2 separate regions of the Columba livia genome follow, and region 2 is linked to region 1. Evidence: chromatin contacts called from public Hi-C data. All regions are on one chromosome and are shown on one strand. The core of a region is the stretch at or near the end of the contact, and the rest is flanking DNA. Distances in the headings are between cores, read along the strand shown.

What was found. Hi-C and Micro-C count contacts between places; a contact is called where the count stands out from the background.
Region 2: a contact with region 1 is called in a Hi-C map of crop, with 3 times the contacts expected there. The contact joins the promoter of ZC3H15 here to the enhancer-like site in region 1. A contact is called at or near these places in 2 of 2 Hi-C or Micro-C datasets (crop and liver).

The regions. Positions count from the first base shown.
Region 1 is chr7:25,747,000-25,750,814 of bColLiv1.pat.W.v2, reverse strand. No RefSeq gene overlaps it. Among named protein-coding and RNA genes, the nearest start is that of NEUROD1, 17 kb to the right of the region's middle. Within about 2 kb of position 2,179, at least 1 of the 3 cell types and tissues checked has an H3K27ac peak away from gene starts, as active enhancers do.
Region 2 is chr7:26,132,738-26,136,552 of bColLiv1.pat.W.v2, reverse strand. ZC3H15 (zinc finger CCCH-type containing 15) reads right to left here and starts at 2,010. Exons shown (of 10, transcript XM_065068925.1): 1 at 1,775-2,010. The coding sequence starts at 1,852.

The DNA of each region.
Region 1 (3,815 bases), core at 930-3,429:
AGATCTAGCTTACATCCAACTCTGGAGACAAAAAAAACAACAAACCAAACCAAACCAAAACAAATAACTTAAACCAGGGAGTGTCTAAATCAAATATGACAAGAATAAATGGGACAGTCGTGAAAGAAGGAAGAAATGCTTATGCACCTGTCCTTAACAGGTACATATGTCTCTGTGAATAAAAAGCAGGAAGCACATTAAAAACAAACCAAACAAAACAAAAACACACAAAAAAACAAGCAACAACAACAACAAAAACCCAGACAAACAAACAAAAAACAAACACCACCAAACGTGACTGGAATTAGTTCTGTAAACACGTTCTTAGAGAAAGGTGACAAAATCCTCCTTTAGTTTTCCCACACCATGGTAGGTGAATTTCAGCAGGAGTAACAGGATGTACAAGTGCATCTGTAAATTAATAACCTAAAAGTTAGTAGGTATATTGTAGACTGAAATAAGAGAGTTCAAGCAATGTCTGACATTGTCTTTAAAGCTGATTTAAAACGAACCAGAGCAGAATTCTGAAGAAGAGTTCAGCAAAACCTTTTCAATATGTCAGACAGACTAGGTTTTACTTACTTCACTTCCCAGAAGAGACAGGGTTGCTCTCTAATTTCCAGGGAAAATCACATGTAATACAATCCTTTGGTAAAAAGGACAGACCTCAGCATGCAAAGGAAAACAAACTTTATTCCACAGGCAAAGGTTAAACTCAAATTCTTCTATTAGAAAACATATCCAATCTTCAGATATTAATAGAAAGAGAGAATAACAGCTACAATAAAAATAAACCAAGAAAATAAATCAAACAAACAAAACCCCTAAGAAATATGTGTTTCTTCTGGGGGAAAAAAAAAAAAATCTGTTGAAATAATGAAGGAAAATTCCAGCCTTTTCTTCCTTAAAAAAAAATTAAAGAGCTTAAGTGGTATATGTTCTGATTTCTCCCATTTACAATCTGATGATGATCGTCTCTTTTTTTTCCTGCTGCTACATAATTCCCCCTGTCTGTCCCAGCTCCAAAGTCCACACATATAAAATCAGCCTTTGTGAAGCAGCAGGATGTGACAAGCAGCTCACTTATATCCACCAAGACCAAAGAAATATGAAGTTTGCATGTTAAAAAGCGTTTAAACATGTGTCCAAAACCAAAATTGATCCTACCATATGTTTTGAGGCTTTCGCCACATGGTACCACCAAGTAAGAACACATTTTCCTGACTAGGAAGGCAATTTTTCCACACCAGCTTAGTGCCTCTGTTGTTTTGGCAGGAGCACACTCATTGTGCTTCTTCACCTTCTTCAGTGTGTGCGTGTTCACTGCATTTTGTCAGCTAGAGCCTTGTTTTCCAGAGCCTGTAACCCGACCGCTTCCCAGGAAGCCCGTAATAGCAATCATGCTCTTGCTCATGCTTTTCATGTGTAAACCACAACATCTTTAGGTCTTTAATACTAATTAAGAAACCAAATAATAAATTAGATTTAAAGGGAAATCTTTTGGGAGGAAATAACAGATTCAATTTAATTACAATGACACATCTTGATTATTTTTTGTATTAGTACAAAGAATCTGCACTTAAACAAGTAATCTTTGTCCTAATAATTAAGATCATTTGTCCCTACAGGTTATTTCCTGCCGGGAACTGAGGCTGTTGCTGTGCAAAGGTGGAAGGAGGGCTGAGCTAGCCAGAGTGGGAGCAGAGAAACAGCTTCTCATCACAGCATCACCCATCCCGTGCAGGAACACATCTCCTTTGCAACAGCAAAACCTTGCCGCTGGTCACTCCGTGATCACCCGCAGTGCCTGCTTTAATGCTACCAGCATCTGTAAGGGCTCCCTGGGGGGAAAGACAGTGGGCATGCCAAATATCTGGGGTGTTGGGATAAAAACCTGAAGACTCTCAGAGCAAAGCAGCAGACCCAGATGTCGGCAAAGTTCCTCTTGTGTCCTACTGTTCCTCCAGCACCTCTGAACTTACAGATGAGCCTCACAGAAATGCTGGGAAAAGCCAAAAGCTCTGTTCCACTGCCCGCTGGCAGATCTGACCATTTCTTGCCTGTGAGACTGGAACAGTGGAACTGTGCGTGTTTCATCTCTCATCTTTACTCAGGCAAAGATCCCATGTGGGAGACGTGTATGAAAAAACACATAAAAACATTTGAGGTATTCCCATAAAGCCCACACTGGTATTCAAGAAGAGACCAGGCAGACCTCCAGCTATCCTGGCTCCTGCATGAAGAGGATGGACTCGACGACCTCTTGAGATTCCTTTCAGAACTTACCCTCTGTGCCTATGTTTATAATTACTGGACCATGCCCATATTTGCACTGTTTCACTAGAATGATGCGTACACATTTTGTAAGGAAATGTGCAGCACGAAGGCATTATTATTATTACTACTACTATTATACTAGTTATTATTATTAACTTAAGAACTGCTGAAAAATGGATCACGGTCCATCAGGAATTGAATAATGGGGTATTTTTTAGTCAGGGACTTTGATGGCCCAAACAGTATCTGCAAATGAAGGAGAAGAACAAAACAGTGACAGCAGAGAAACAGCTGCAGAAAATATAAACCTATTAGCTGCAGCACCACCGTGTGTCAGCCCTGAAAATACCACATAGTAGGAAAACACCAAATTTATACGGGAACTGCAAGAGTAAACATTAAATATATATATATATACACATATATATATATATTGGGCAACTAAATAAGAACAGTTTAATTTTAAAACTTTTTAAAATCTGTGTCATGACTTGAACATGTTATCCTTCTTCCAAGTATCAAGACATGTTACGTTATGTCAAGGTAATACTAGCACTTCCAGAAAATAAAATAAATTTCCAATCAATAAGGGAATACTTTAAATAGGAATTTAGATTTAAAACTTCTCAACATTTTGAATGGGTTCGTATTTGCTAACTAATATGCACAAGTGTGACGGATGCACTCGAACCCCCTGCCCAGACAAACCAGCAGCAGTTTGGTCCAGGCTACAGAGGAGGTAAAGGACTGAGCCTCACCCAGGCCAAGAGCTCCTTTCAGTAGACCCACAGGGAAGCAGAACAGCACACTGAACACCGGTGGCTTGTGGGTGCAGGGAGTCTCGTGCAGACCTTTCCCACTGTATGCAATTTGGCTACAAGTCAACCACTTCATTCTACAAATATGACAGCCTAGATGAGCCCTGGATGAGTTCTCCCTGCTAAATAAGTGAGCTGTGTGGCAATGGTTTTACTACTCACAGGTCAGTGGATGAGCCCAATTCAAGTTCAATATTAGTCATTTAACTTAAGTAGATGCATACTGAATGTAATTGATTATTTAGAGATATAAGGCTGTATGATTTTAACATACTCTTTGATTCATGTTACTTGGTAGACTAGATTTGCTAAAATTTTAAGCTTGTATTTACCAAAAGCAACTGCACACTACACTAAATGCCTGCAATATAAAGTCTAGCAGGCATTTTGCTGGGAAAAATGGAACTGACTGGGAAAACAATGACCAAAGGCTAATGCAGAGACATTACAGACATTTGCAAAATGAGGCCTATTTTGCACTTCAGTGAGAAGAAAGGATTTATCCAGACAAAATGGCACCTTCAAGGATAGAGACCAAAACCGATGTCTACAATTGAGCAAAACAAAGGCCCATGTGGAGTCAGAGAAAAAGGGTCCAATGGGGACCAAAGGACCTGGTGGTGAAATATTGCTATTGGAGTGGATCTTGGTGTGGATGGTCTGTAAAGACACAAAAGTTTGTAGTTTTCTATGCTTGGGTGGACCTCTGCACAGGTACCC
Region 2 (3,815 bases), core at 761-3,260, 390 kb before region 1:
TCCATTTAAAAAGCTCATTCTCACAGGAGTATGTGAATTAGAAATTATCTTCTGTACTAGAAATACCTTCATTAAAAACCTACCCCTACCTTTGATTTGACACTAGTATTTTTTTCCTTCCAGCAACAACAGATATTCATCCAGTGATAATACCTCAATTCAAACATACTTTTAGAAACCTTAAAAATCCAGAAGTATATTCTAAAAGAATGACAGAATAAACAGTTCCAAGTTTCCAGAGTTACTCTGTTTTCATTTACAATATATCCCCTCTCAACAGCAGCTGGTCCTCTGTTACTTCATGCTAATTTGAAGAGTCTGCAAGTTGTCAAAATAACTAGTCAGGAAAGAAAATACATAGTTCACACACGTGATTTCCGTAACAACTGCCAGATGGAATATATATTCCCATGTATGTGAATTATGTAACAGATCGTTGTCAATAATCAATGCACATTTTTCCCCCCTTTCAGCTGTTTTTTAGTTTGGTTTTGTTGGGTTTTTTAATAATTAAAAACCAGAATTATCCTATGTAGCTAGATTCAACAAGAACATCAGAAACACTGAAGCCAACAGAGAGTGAGAACAACGACTGCAATCTAACATTCCCAAATAATGTAGAAATAATATTTTAGAGTGCTAGATCAAAAAGAACATTTGCATTACATGAATATTCTGCCTGAACAGCTGAGCTGCTTCTATCTTCCATGCCAATAGATATAGGCAAACATTTCATTTTCTTATAACTGCTCTCTCCTTGTACATTCAACACCACTTTCTTTTGTATAGCAGAAGATTTGCATGACCATCCTAATAATTACCACACACATACACCTCTAACAGCTTCTTTAAAATCTGTTTTACCACGGAATTGAGCATCAGTTAAGATCACTGAACGGTTTGGCTTGGAAGAGACCTTAAAGATCATTTAGTTCCAACCCAAACCACGGGCAGGGACAGTTTCCACCAGCCTGGCCTTCGACACTCCCAGGGATGGGGCATCCACAGCTGCTCTGGGCATCCTGCTCCAGTGCCTCACCACCCTCATGGGGAAGAACTCCTTCCTTATATCTAAAGAGAATGAGATATTACTGATTAACGTTCAAATTATTTCATATTCAACCTCAGCGAAAGACTTACTAAATTGTTACTCCAGGAAGTGGCTCCTGAGCCACACAGATGCAACTGTATCACAAAGACCCAAAACAAACTACACACAGGTTTTAAACTGAGTGAGAAATGCAAAGCTACAGCTCGAAAAGCCAGGCTCAGAAAATACAGGAACACACAGAACAAATATCTGGAGAAGGGAAAGGAAGAGCTCTCTGGTCAAATCACCTTCAGCCCAAAACTAGCTCTGCCCAGAAGTCGTTCCGGCTGAAACCCCGATCCCCAGTCCAAGAAGGGCAGCGGCCACCAGCACAACTGACAGGAACATGGGCAGTGACCCCACAGCTCCGCAGCCGCCGACGGAACCTGCAACCGCCGGCGCGGTGCTGCTGGGCTGGGCTGCGGCCCCGCAAACACCGGCTTCGGGCTTCACGACCATCGCCGCGGCCGCTCCGGCCGGAGAGGCAGCCCGCGGGGGTCTGGGGAGCCCGGCAGCAGCGCTCATACTCGCAGCCGGGGCACGGCACAGGGAGGCACAGGAACTGCGCTGCCGCGTCCCGGTGGACCCGCGGAAAGCGCCAGGCCCCGGGAGCGGCCGGAGAGCGGCCCGCTCGGTGTCGGCGGCAGCGGCCGCCTGGGCCCAGCGCGGCCCTGCTCGCCTCACCTCGATGATTTTCTCCTTCTTCTTCTGGTCCGCCTTCTTGCTGCCCCCCGCCGGCTGCTGCTGCTTCTTGGGGGGCATGGCGGGGAGCGCAGCGGCCTCAGCTCTCGCTCGGGGTCTCTCGGGGCCGGGGCCGCCGCGGGGCCGCAACTGATCCGGCGGCCGCGGGGCACGCTGGGAAGGCAACGCGGGCAGGGCGCGAGGGCCCAATAATCTCCCGGCAGGCAGCGCGTGGCGGAGCGACAGCCGGGCGCTCCGCCCAACGTCACAGAGGGGCGGGGAACCCCGGAGTGGGCTCCGCCCCCCGGGCCGAACGCGGGGCTGGGGCGTGCGGAGGCGCCGTCCTCGCTGAGATGTGTTATAGATTGTAAAAGCCGACTTTGTGGTCTGACTGTGTTCAACCTGTCATTTTAGTAGTTCATGTCCTTCATCCTTGCAAGTTGACATGATGAATTTTGTATTTTGATCACTGGTCCAGCTAAGAAATAATTAAGCCAGTTCTGGGAATCAATCAAAGGAAAACCACAAAGCTTAAAACTTGCTAGGGCCCAATTCTGTACTGACATATAGGGAGCTGCCCTAAATTTTGGTGAAGGTTCCTTTTTAGGAAAGGCTGCAGATCCTCTTGTACCCGACTGGCTTTTTAGATAAACAAGAGCAGAACCTCTTGCCAGTGAGATCTGGTAGATTGAGACTTGAATGTCTGAAAAATGCTATTGCCAATAAATCACCATGTACTACCATAAATATTGGGGAGGATAAAAGTGTGCAAAATGACCCAAGATATATTGTAGTAATCAGTCATATCCAGAACCTTTAGTGTGGAGCAGGCAAATCCATCTTTGTTGAGATTGTACTTCTTTATGACACATGTAATTAAAAGATTCATTCTTCTAAGACTGAAGAACAGTATTTTATTTCTAGTTTCTGGGAATTTATGCAACTTTGTTCTAGTTTGCATTAAGCATTAGATTTTGAACTAGCTTAGGCTAGACTTGTGAGTAAATACAAGTCAGTACTATCTACAATATTCAATTAAAAAAAAAAAATAAATAGCAATAGAAATACCAGGCTTAACATGACTCAAGCTTCTGGATTTTTTTCTGTTTTCTTTACCTTAAAAATTAAGATCACTACTCTAGTTCTTATTAACTACTTTATGAATAGTTTAATGAATGACAAGGGAATGATTAACTTAGAGGTGTTTATGGGTCATCAAAGAGCCCATTGTACTTTACTGACTATTCTGTTTCACTATGTTATGTGTGCATCTTTCACTATTAAAGAAATGAACCAAATTCAATACATTGTACTGTTTTTTTCCACAAAAGTATAGATCTAGCCATGTATTTCTGCTGAGTGGGAAAGGTGAATATGAACTTAAAGCACAGCCAAAGAGCTGCAGTTTGCACCCAAATGGGCACAAGCAGCAGCTTCCAATTCCTTCCTTCTCTGTCAGAAACCAGCTTTACAGTTGGGACTCCCACTCACCTGAGTATTTGTTCTGTATTTGAATAATCCCCTCCCCCCCCCAACAAGGACACTCATTTAGTTATCTCCATCTCCTCAGCCACCTGTTTTCACATTTGTGCTAAACCCCAAATTTTAAGCTTCTATTCCTCTGAGAGACTTTATTGAAAAATACGTAAGTTTCAAAGCTGTCAGAAAGAGCCTGACAAAGATAACACAGATTTTAAGAGTCCCTCACTAACACAGCCTCAACAGGACCAGCAACCTGTTTAAGCCACCCCACCACATCCTTCCTCAAGCCCCACCAGACCCCAGTGGAGGGTTTTATAAGATAAAACCAAACTTCACTGGTTAAGTCAGCTGGAGATGTTTTGGCTGATAATGAGAGCCACCTGGAAAACATGATCCTGAGGGAAAGGCAGGAGATATATAGCTTTCTTAGGGGACTAGGAAGGGCTCTGTAATCCCTGCTAGAAATTTAGTAGGAGCTGAGTACTGTGGTGATCTTCTGCATGTTAATTTAGGTATTGTCTACTTTTGCTTATGGGGAAGCCTAAGGAGAGGCTGGGCTGGG